Regions from separate parts of the Anser cygnoides genome. Here region 1 is linked to region 2. Evidence: chromatin contacts called from public Hi-C data. All regions are on one chromosome and are shown on one strand. The core of a region is the stretch at or near the end of the contact, and the rest is flanking DNA. Distances in the headings are between cores, read along the strand shown. Region 1 overlaps CTBP1 (C-terminal binding protein 1). Region 2 has its middle 28 kb from the start of SPON2.

Region 1 (5,645 bases), core at 2,492-4,991, 150 kb before region 2:
GATTTGTTTTCAGCTCCTGTGGGTCGTCACTGCCTGTGTGAATTGTGTTGAATTTCCAGACAGTTCTTCGTGTGGGACCTTCTCTTGTTATCCTAAAACTAAAGCAGCCTCCTTCATCTGCCATGGTAGAGTCTGGTGGGCAGCAGCGTAGCCACCAAAGCCCTGCTCCTTTGTGATCTCCGGCCTCAGCTCAGCTAGGCAGCGGATTTTTATTTATTTTTTTTACAAGCAAAAGCAACATCTAAGAAAATAACTTTTTATCTGTGTAGAGCTGGATGTATTTTAGCCACGCCAGTCTAGATAAAAAGAATGTCTTGCATTTTTTAAAAGCTTGTGGGAGGAGGCTCACAATAGAGGCTCCATTGTGCTCTTAGTACTGAGAGTACAGGAAATCACAAATTAGCTATGACGAGAGTATTGCAGGGGAGTTTTAAGTTTACTTAATTCCCATAGTATTGTATGGTTTTGAAAGGGTTTCACAATGCATTATTGCCTTTCGGGTTTAGTTGTGTATGTTGTTTGTATTTGGCAGTCCTCTGTTCAAGGCTTTCTCTTACCATGTCTTTGTTCATGTTTTGAATCCTTGAATCCAGATGACTTTCCTTCTTACTGTAAATACAGAGGCATACGAATACACTTGGTATTTATCTCATGACCACCCTGCAGCCATCTAAAATTTAAATCTAGCATTATGTATTCAGCAGTGAGAAAGAGCTCCTTAGAGCAAGCGATAAGAAAGGATTTTAAGTAGGAATCTGGAGAACAGAAAGCTGCAGGCGCAACTTTTCCTCTCCTAGCAGAATTTGATTTTTGATCCTGCAGGATGTCGAGTCATTCCACTTCCAGCTCATATCGAAGGGAACTGGAAGGGGCTTGCAAATCCATGGGCTCCTGGCTGCATCCTACATACTGAGCCAAAGTTACTGCAGGATAACCCTATATGTTGTCCAAAGATTGCTTTGGCTCAGTACTTGCAACTGAGGAACAAGTTCTGTCTCTCAGTTGAGAGAATTATGATTATGAGGGCTCTTCAAGACCATGAATCTTTTTTTCCTAGTTGAGTGAATAAAAAAATTTTACAGTGCAGCGTATTTTACTGAGTTGGTATGTTAGAAACTAAAGTACGGTGTGTACTATTACTTTATTTTGCCTTTGTTTTGATGACTTTGCTAGGATCGTTGCTCTGGACTTGTTTGTCTGCCTGTTAAATTTTTTTTGTGATTTTTCTGAGCTTTGTAGCTCAAAAAAACAATCTGTTGACAAAATTAATGCTCATGTTCTAAAAGGAAAATATTTTCTTACAACCACAAAAATGAAAGAAAAAAAATCAAGAAACAGAAAATGAAGTTTTTTTGCCTGTCTTAGGGATACCATCATATAGAAATGATGAAGTTTTCGAAGTGTGCAATTCTAGCAGGTATTGAAATGAGGGTGTTTTTTGTGCAGGAATAAAAAGGGCCTCAGAAATCATCTAATTCTCTCTCAGACTTTCAAAGAGAATTAGTAAAGATTAGTTTTCATATTAGAAGACTAATTCAAAAAGAACATTAAACAGGGATTATTTTTATAAATAGTAAATAACCTCCTGTCATATCTAAGGGTTCTTTGATCACAGAAATGCATAGTGAAAGAAGCAGTTCATGAATACGCCTTATGATACCTGGGAAACTGCTCACATTTAATTAAGTGCAATTTTAAATCAAGTTAGTTAAGCTAGTGCATGCCTGTTTGAACTCTTTCACGTTTGCATTAGGACGCTTAGGAATCGGGGAAGCCAAATCAGAAGGTGGTAGTCTGCAATGACTTATACTGGGTGTTCGTGTTCTGGTGTCCGAGCATGCTTTAGTGTGAGTACAGCTCCTGTGGGGGATTTGTACCTCTTTATATAGGGAACTTAATTGAAGCACTTACATTAGGAAATTAATAACCAATATGGGAACTGAATTGCCTTCTCCAACTCCTTAGCTTCATTTTTTCCCCCTTTGGTTATAGAAGTTTAGCATTGCTCAAAATCTTGGGCGGGTAGTGAGTAAGATGAAGTGTGAACTTGTTGACTTTAAGGGGAAATTTGGTCAACTTACTGACTGGAGGACTGGAAGAGAGGGGAGCAGAGGCAGCAGTGCTGGCAAGCGTGCAGGTGACAACGGTGCGGCCTGGCTGGTCCTGGGGCTCTTTTGTCACTTGTGCGTAGCCTGCTGTGCGTTACATGCAGGTAACTGGTGACCTTACTTGTGAAAGCACTCTGAGATCTGGTGAAAACGCCGAATTCGAGATCGATTCTCTTATTAATGGTGCTCTGAGTCGGTGCTGGGTAGATGTTGTTGTGTCTTGCTTACTTACAGGTGAAGGGTTTGGGAGGCGAGGCAGTGTGCTTTCAGTTGTGGCCTGAATTAAAGTAAATGCACGTAGGAAAAGACAGCCTGTGGCTTGACGGAACGCAGCTCCGTACAAAACATGCTGCTGTGATTGAAAGCCTTGTTTTTTCAAATTAAAAATGTACTTTCCGCTACTAAAGCTCCTTCTCTTTAAATAAAGAAAAACAAACAGAAAAAAAGCCCCGTACCCAAACCATCATCTATATTTGAATTGGGAAGCTGTATTTTGCCAATTAGCTTGACAGGACACGCATGCAAAGAAACCAGCGAAACGCTGCTAAGTGCTGAGGCTGCAGCTACGCTGTGCCCTGAAACACTTGTGCTAGCACCGAGTACTCCCGACCCTGCAGAGATACGAAGGTTTGGAGCAGAGACATGACTGCGAGCTATTTTTACTTAACAGTTGAACTTTGGAAGAGAAGAAGTAAGGGATAATTTCTTTCAGTTGGAGTTTGCACGTTGTGTGACTATTAAAAACTTCAAGACGACTGCTGAGTAAAGACAGCTCCTTGAAGTGCCAGATGGAAAAGAGCAAGAGAACTGCCTGCTGTTTGACACAGAAAGGGGATTTTCGCAAGCCTTGTTTTGGGGTCTTCCCCCAGCCTGCCCTGTTGCTGTGCCAGGCTCTTTGCTGTGCTGCAGCTTCTGTCATGGGGGCCCATCCAGACATGAGATAAGTAGCCCCCTCATTAATTACACGACAGAATACTGACTTCAAACAGCATCTTCATCACTCAAGCAGCATCACCGTCACTTCACTCAGCAGGTCTGCATCACGGCTCCGTGCTGCTGGGATCAGCACGGCTCTGTTCCAGTTCCTGCTCGCCTTGTCCAGTAAGTGCTCTTACGGGCACGGCAAACATTTCTGCTATTCTAGAAATGCGCTGGCTTTTTTGAAAGCTGTCGTGGTTTGTGAAATACGAGTCTGACTGTTTGGTTTGGACGGGAGACCCCTTAATTCATTCTTTCGCAGGGTAGCCGGTCGCGTTATTACATCCATTTTATATGGATTTCGTTCAATGCCTATGTTTACACATAGCTGGGAATAATTGGAAAATGTGAAAAATGCGGAGTATCCTTCAGTTGGCTAAAATTTGAAAAAAGGGCGTTGTTTTTTTTTTTTTTCCTGCCGGCAGCTGGAAGGCAGCCAGGTGAAAGTTAACATTCCCACAATACCTTTTTTTCTGTGGGCTAATGGGCAAGTTCAGGGCAGCGTTCTTGCAGGCGGCTGGATAAACACCGGGCCGGCCAAGGCTGTGGCACGGCTATTGCTGAGCGTGGAAGCGTTGCCGTTTGCCCTCGCGGTTGTTGCTTTGTTGACGATTTTATGTCATTATTGTTTTCCTGTTTATATTTAAATAATATGTTATTTAACACGGAGCTGCTGAGGAGAGCCCGGCGGAGGCCCCTGAGCTGCTGCAGGGCCTGGGGCGCCTCTGCTGTGAGGAGAGGCCGAGGGCTGGGGAGAGGAGGCTGGGGGGGGTCCCAGCAATGTCCCTAAACACAGAGCCCTGGCACAGGCTGCCCAGAGCCTGGGGGGGCTCCTTGGGGATCCCCAGGAGCCGCCTGGACGTGGGGCTGGGCCCCCTGCTCGGGGTGGCCCTGCTGGGGCAGGGCTCGGAGCAGAAGGCCCCAGAGGCCCCTGCCAGCCTCGGCCGTGCCGTGGCTCTGTGGAGTCCTGTTCTGTTACCATTTAGGATATCGCCCGAGGCAGCGCTGTATGAAAAATCACCATAATCCAGAGATGACCTCATGCGTGGTAGTGAAACGAGGCAGCGAGTACAAAACTAACTTTCAGAAGCTTTCAAAAGCTTGGTAGAGAGGCGTCTGTACAGCAGTAGTGTCTTTCTGACAGTGGCTGAAAAGAGGTGAAGGGGTGAGAAGCAGATCTGCCCTTTCGTCTTGCTCAGCTTTGGGCACCCCTGGTCCTTCAGTAGGAGCAGGCGTGGGGCTGGGTGTGCAGCTGGCAGCTCTGGCTGGCTCCCAGCTTGCAGTCACCGCTACTGCTTCGAGCATTGGTAACTTTTATAATCTTAAAGCCTCATCAGATTTTATAAATACATTTTTTGCTTGTCAGAATTCACATCTTTGTACTTCCAGAGTCGCTAAGCAGTTTATGTTCTGCAAAAAATACTGCAAAGTGCATAACTTTGCATATAGTTTGATCTATTAAGAATATTCAATGCTTTAAGTATTTGTGCAATTTATTATCTTTTTGATTGCTAAATAGCAGTGCACTGTGTACTGCCTCAAAGTAATAGTGTCCTCTTGAAGTGCAGGAATAGTGGTCTTTCCACCCAGGTGAATGATCATTTCTGGGCTACTGCAAAAACTGTAGTAAGGCTGGGTGGGTTAGCTGTGGCCATCTAGGGACAGTTTGGGGAAGAGGGAGTCAGAAATGTGCAGAATTTTGGAGTTGCTAAATGTCTATAGCTTTATTGGGCTGTCATATAAACGTTGTTATTATTAAAAATCATCTTAGTCATTTAAGATCTTTTCAGCTTAATCCCTTTCTACAAGAACGCCTTTTTGCCTTTGAAGGGCAATTTTCCTAGAAAATTGAAGGTTTTTTATTATTGATGCTTATTTAAAAGGGTAGCAAGTGAGTGTCACATCTAAAAGTTCCATTTTTACTGAGTTCTGAATTGACAAAAGAAGAAAGTCACCGGTGAAACTCGATCTTTTGTGCTTTCTGGATAGGTTGCGACAAGGCCATGTAATTATTCTCCTTCATTCACTGATGTCCCTGAGGTCCTTATGCTCACCGAAGCTAGTAAATGAATGTAAAGTTCATTATATGTAGATTTTCCATTTTTCCATGCAGTGTGTAGGCCCGTTGTCGTGTAGTCTGTACGGTCACATAATTATGGAATCACTAGGATCAGTATAACCACTTGTAATGTTCCGTTCTCTTATTCGAAATACAGCAAAACAGTAAAATACAAGTGCACTAAGGTGTATTAATGGTGGGATTTCCAGCTCTCTGATCTGTGACCACAATTTTTCATCAGTTTTAAACCTCTAATGCCTTTAATATGTTTTCAGGAACTAAGTAGGAAGAAAAGCACTATTGCTTACTTGATTAAAATACAGACATATTAAGAAACAGAAATCTGTTGTCCTGTCTTCAATTTGTATTCATTTAGAACGCAGGTTTTATGGACCTTTTAGCAGGAGATTATTTATTTCTCTACGTTGTAAAGAACAAATACTTGAACTGCTGGTTTTATTGGACATAAATGCCAGTATTTTGGAACTGGCTATATTTAG
Region 2 (5,383 bases), core at 171-2,670:
AAGCTTTCTTTGCTGAAAACTTTTATTCAACCAGAAATTTCCAAAGTGACAGTAAAAACAGCAAGAACTTCTACACTGTATCATCTTTTATTTGTCCTGGGAGTAATTAGAGATCTGTGGGTGAGCTTAGAGCTGTTTGGACACTGCAGCTGAGGTTCAGAGGGCTGTTGTGAGAGGACAGAGGACTGCAGAGGTGTGGGTTAGGTGGAGGTAGTGAGATGTGGCATAACTGCTCTTGCAGAACGCTGTTATCATGTTGGTGTGGATGTACCCATTGTCCTTCTGGGCAGCCTGGGCTAAAGCTGGGCTCCTGGTCTTCCCAGCGTCATTTCTGCAAAGGATATAGCACTGGTAAAGACAGAGCAGGTAAGAGTGAGAGCGTCTTTAATCACAGTGCACCTGAATTTTATTTCCTTGGTGCACTAGTTGGACTCTTTCAAAGTGGGCTGTGAGGACACTTTTGCAATATATAAATGCATAAAATGTATGAAGGTACATAAAAATGCATAGACTATTATATTATATTATATATAATATATATATATATACTATTATATATATAGACTATATATTGGAGAAATTTAACTTTGAGGCTGCCTTTACACATGCTGCTGTGCAGTTAAAAAGAAAGGTGTAACCAAATACCTTTATTTGCTTCAAAACAATTTGGGAAGGAAACCCCCCAGTTGTCCTTCTCTGATTTTGGTCAATTTATCTTGAAAAACGATGGTAATCAGCCCACCTTTGGAAGACTGGGAGGGCAAAGAAAGATGCCTGTTTTCTAACTAAAGGCAGAAAATAGTTCATTTTGAACGAAAGCTTCACTGTGAGGAAGAAAGATTGTGTGGGGGCCCGGCTACGTGAGATGTGATGTCAGCCTACTGTAGCTGCTTCTGGCAAAAAGTTAGTCAGTGTAGTGGGACCAGCAAATGGACATTGCAGTGCCATTTTGGGGGGTCATGTTGTCCTTAATGCTCTCCTAAAATTGTTTCACCCTGTCTGATGATGGGATCCTTGAAAGGATCCAAAGAACTTATCTTAAAATAAGCATAACTTAGCTTAAATTGAAAGTAAACAAACAAACAAAAGATCCTCTTTTATTTCTCTTACTCTGGCTGGACATCAGAAGGCAGAAAAGTTGATTTTCTGGCTGTATTTCTAGACTTCTGATTTTATTGGTGCCTATGACAGGGAATGGAGTGCAGGGAGCAGAGCTGGCTCCATGAAGTCTATTAGACGTATTGTCGTGCAGATATATTTTACCTGGAAAGCACATTAATATATGGGTGGAGATAGCCAAAGATTTTGGAATAAAGTATACAAACTTTGTTCTGAACTCACCCTTCTTTTGTACATTGGAATATTTATATTTTTCTTCTGATATCTCTTATATAGTGATTCCCTATTTATTTTTTTTTTAGGAGGGGTATTTTTCTTTTTTTCACACATGGCTCATTGTTATGCACACAAACTTTACATATCTATTTTCTGAATAGTGTCAGTGTTTTATAAAAATGACTTAAAAGACCCCTGTTTATTAGAACAGTCCTAATTTTCTTAGTGTACACTCAGATATCCTGTGTGAAATGGAAACTGTCTTTGCATTCCTTTCCCTCTGCCACCTGAGCACTAGCTTCATGAACAGTGGATGAGAACTTCAGTTGTGGTTACTCAGACATATATCACTCAATTTTCTGTTTTTCTTGGTTAGTTTTATATCTTCTGGTATCTTTTTCTGCTCATCTGAGAGATATGCTTCCAGTTCAAAACAAGCACTGTTGTGCAATTTGTTGACAGTTGATTTTTGGGAGTTTGGAGGGGATGGAAACAGTTTCACAACATGGACTAAAAACAAACATGCATGACTTTTACCTTTCTGACCCATTTGCTCACCCACTTCCTGTTTCCTTTATTGCAAAAGTTGATCTCATTAGAAAAAATAGCACAATCTCTCTTAAAAATAAAACAAATGTTTCCAGGCCTGTTTGTTGTATAGGAGGTGGGAGTTTCATGCAGAGCTACAGAATTGAAATGTCTTGTAGGATGTCTGCTGCTTTTGGAAGGAAAAAACTGAGGAGAAAATGTGTATCTGCTTTGCATAGCAGACAGTTCACAAAATGTTGTATTTATAGATACGGAAGCAAAGAAAACTTCACCAACAGATCATCTGGATCTCGGTTAAAGATTTTCAGTAATCTCCAAGCCAGTAAATGCTTCTGGCTTCCTGCGATGACATTGAACTTCGTCAGTTCACTCCATCCTGCAACAAATTTTATGAGTGCAGGAAGTTGTCAGTGGCACTTCTCAGGCTTTTTATAGTTAAACACACGTTTTTCTAGAGGGATGCAATAGTGGGGAGTGTTTCAGAGGCTTGAGCTCTGTGACATTTTCCTTGACTTGTGCAATCTTGTGCTCAGTATTCGATAATCCACGGTTTTCATCAGCTGTCAGTTACAAGAACTTGCCTTGGGAGTTTCACAAATAAACTACAGTAACTGGGAGACGTGAAAACTGTGTGCAGTCCCTGAGTGCTCATGCCTTTAAATTTCCTTAAGACTCACACCAGTAGACTTTTGTATACAGAGAAAGCTACAAGCAATATAATCAATCATTCAATGAATGTGGGTTTCTGAAACAGCTGCATATCTGGATAAGCTGCTTGATAAGTTACCAGAGACAGTTTATGGGTGGTGTTTGTGCTCTCTACACATTGTGCTAAGTGCTGTTCAAACTGCCCTTGACTTCCAGCCAACAGATGGGAAAGTCATTAGCAATCAGATTTGAACAACAGTTGCTTTCTGTGTTTACAAAGTCCTGTACATGATCTGTATGTTGACGAGTTATACACTGAATGGAAAATGTCTGACATCTTCTCTATGCAATTTGTGTAAAAAAATTGCAGTAATCAGCACAGAGCTGATTTCGCGTGCTGCAGGTCTCTTCTCCATCGTACAGATGAGGGCTATAGAAACTGTCTAAAAGGGGACAGTTATGTGGTGAAAGCACAGGACCATCAGGAACAACAGCACAAGACCAGTTTGTGACTAGGACACAAAGTGCATACTCCTAAAAGCCTGAGCATTTCCTGCGCTGTCCCTGAAGTCAATTTCAGTACATGCAAGAATAGCACTACAGGTACAGAAATCTAAATAGTCTTTAGGCAGGTCTAATTCATGCATCCCTAGCACATAACCTGTGCTCTGCTCAGGCCTGGCAGAGTTGCTTGGGTAATAATTTCTCAAAAGTAAATTGCTACAGACAGTGGAAAGCGTTCTGCACAACTGAAACATAATTGACATCAAGCATGGTATTATCCTCCTTTTATTTTTTTCTTCTTATTAACTTGATTCCTCAAGAAATAAACACATGGTCAGATTAATCCTACTATTCAAGGGTTTACTTTAGGGATGGAATTGGTTCATTATATTTAATTTATGGGTAAAGAATTTCCATTAGTTCGTAATGTTTCCCTGTGCTGTAATAATGCTCTCTGCTTTCTGAACTACTGTCCAGAGGCAGAAGCTGGTTAATGCAGAACTAATATTTTGTCAAGGTACCTGAGGGGCTGACTTGGTAGAAGTAAATCAGTTCAGATAAGAATTATTTCACCAGTGGTCGTTACAGACTGGTTATTTATTTACTTTTTGTAATCACAGTATTGAGAATATATATTGCATTATTCTTTATTGAAAAAAAATATGAGGGAAGATTTTTTTCAAAGATTTAAATAGACTTAGGTGGTCAGCTAACTATTTTCAGTGACTCAGACACCTGTTTTTTTACCATAGAACCACAGAATGGCTTGGGTTGGAAGGGACCTTAAAGATCACCTCGTTCCAATCCCCTTGCCATGGGCAGAGATGCCACCCACTAGATTAGATTGCCCAGGGCCTCATCCAGCTTCGTCTTGAACACCTCCAGGGATGGGGCATCCACAGCTTCTCTGGGCAACCTGTGCTAGTGCCTCACCATCCTCAGAGTGAAGAATTTCCTCCTTTCATTTAATCTAAATCACTCCTCTTTTAGTTTTAAACAATTCTGCCTGAGCAAAAAGTTGCTCTCCACCTCTTCTATAAGTCCCCTTTATTAAGTGCTGTAAAGCTGCCATAAGGTCACCCTTGAGCATTCTCTTCTTCAGGCTGAACATCTGCATCTCTCTCAGCCTTTCTTCATAGGAGAAGTGCTCCAGCCCTCTGATCAACTTCATGGTCGTCCTCTGGACACACTCCAACAGACCCACATCCTTCTAACAGACCCACATCCTTCTAACAGACCCACATCCAGCGCACTGCTGGCTCATGTCAAGATTTTTGTCCACCAGTACCCCTAAGTCCTTCTCTGCAGGCCTGCTCTCAGTTCTTCACCCAGACTGTATTCATGTCTGGGATTGCCCCGACCCAAGGCTATTACCTTGTAATAACCACAGATATGACTGTCTCAGTTCTTTTCCCATGAGAATCTGAAGATCAGGTAATTATTTGCAAAACATATAGCATAATAGTTACCAGAGAGAGGTACTGTCTGGAGACACAGGTTGCAGAGGCCTTCTTGAAACTCTCCTACATAAGAGATGTATGGTGTAACCTGGCTTTGAATTATTACCAAATAAAAGAACCATTTCAGCCTGATCAGTGCAGTGATTACACTGTTTAGAAACAAGTCAACAGCCAGGAATTTCTCAGTTCTTTCAGGAAAATTTCTGCAGATATTTTTGTACCTCCTTAGCAAAATGTATTCTGAAAGCATTAATGTAAACACGGACATACTGTCTTTAAATCAAACAGATAAGACCACTCTTTTGTTTGTCATAGGTGTTCAATGAAACACCTGAAACAGGTGTTTAAAGGGAAAGCCAGTTGCTGAAAAAGCATTTTCATTTTCCCCTGATATGTTAATATGTTTTAGGAGTAGGACCCTGAAACATGGAAAATATCAATGAGCTTTGCATTCTTTCTGAGTACCTATGATATCAAAAGAGCTGGTGGCACAATAGTTGAACAAAAGTCAGCAAAAGCTACAGTATTACAAAAGCAGAGATTTGTGTGTAAAATTATTTTCCATTTGTAAAAATAAAACTCTAAACACATTTGCCAGAAAATTTGATCCTGATACTTCAGTGCTGAGGTTAATGAGTATTTTTCTACTTAACAGGTGATGAAGTCCTTGGTTAGAAACAATCCATCTTTTCTCCCTGTAAATATACATAGGCAAATACACTCTCATGCAAGTACCTACTACCTATGCAAAAGGGATTGAGAACATAGACATTTAGTTATTGCATTGACCTCCATGAAATGGGGAAATTTTCAAACACAGTCTGTTTTTCAAAGCAGAAGCCCAAGCCCAACAATGCACTCCTCATTCTCCATTCAACCATGAGACA

The links. Hi-C and Micro-C count contacts between places; a contact is called where the count stands out from the background.
Region 1: a contact with region 2 is called in a Hi-C map of liver, with 9 times the contacts expected there. The contact joins two enhancer-like sites. A contact is called at or near these places in 2 of 7 Hi-C or Micro-C datasets (both in liver).

Annotation. Positions count from the first base shown.
Region 1 is chr4:7,120,512-7,126,156 of Taihu_goose_T2T_genome, reverse strand. The region is part of intron 2 of CTBP1 (C-terminal binding protein 1); the gene reads left to right. Among named protein-coding and RNA genes, the nearest start is that of CTBP1, 180 kb to the left of the region's middle. Within about 2 kb of position 3,741, at least 2 of the 3 cell types and tissues checked have open chromatin away from gene starts, as enhancers often do. A contact at or near this core is called in liver, where this site is marked.
Region 2 is chr4:6,971,943-6,977,325 of Taihu_goose_T2T_genome, reverse strand. No RefSeq gene overlaps it. Among named protein-coding and RNA genes, the nearest start is that of SPON2, 28 kb to the right of the region's middle. Within about 2 kb of position 1,420, at least 1 of the 3 cell types and tissues checked has open chromatin away from gene starts, as enhancers often do. A contact at or near this core is called in liver, where this site is marked.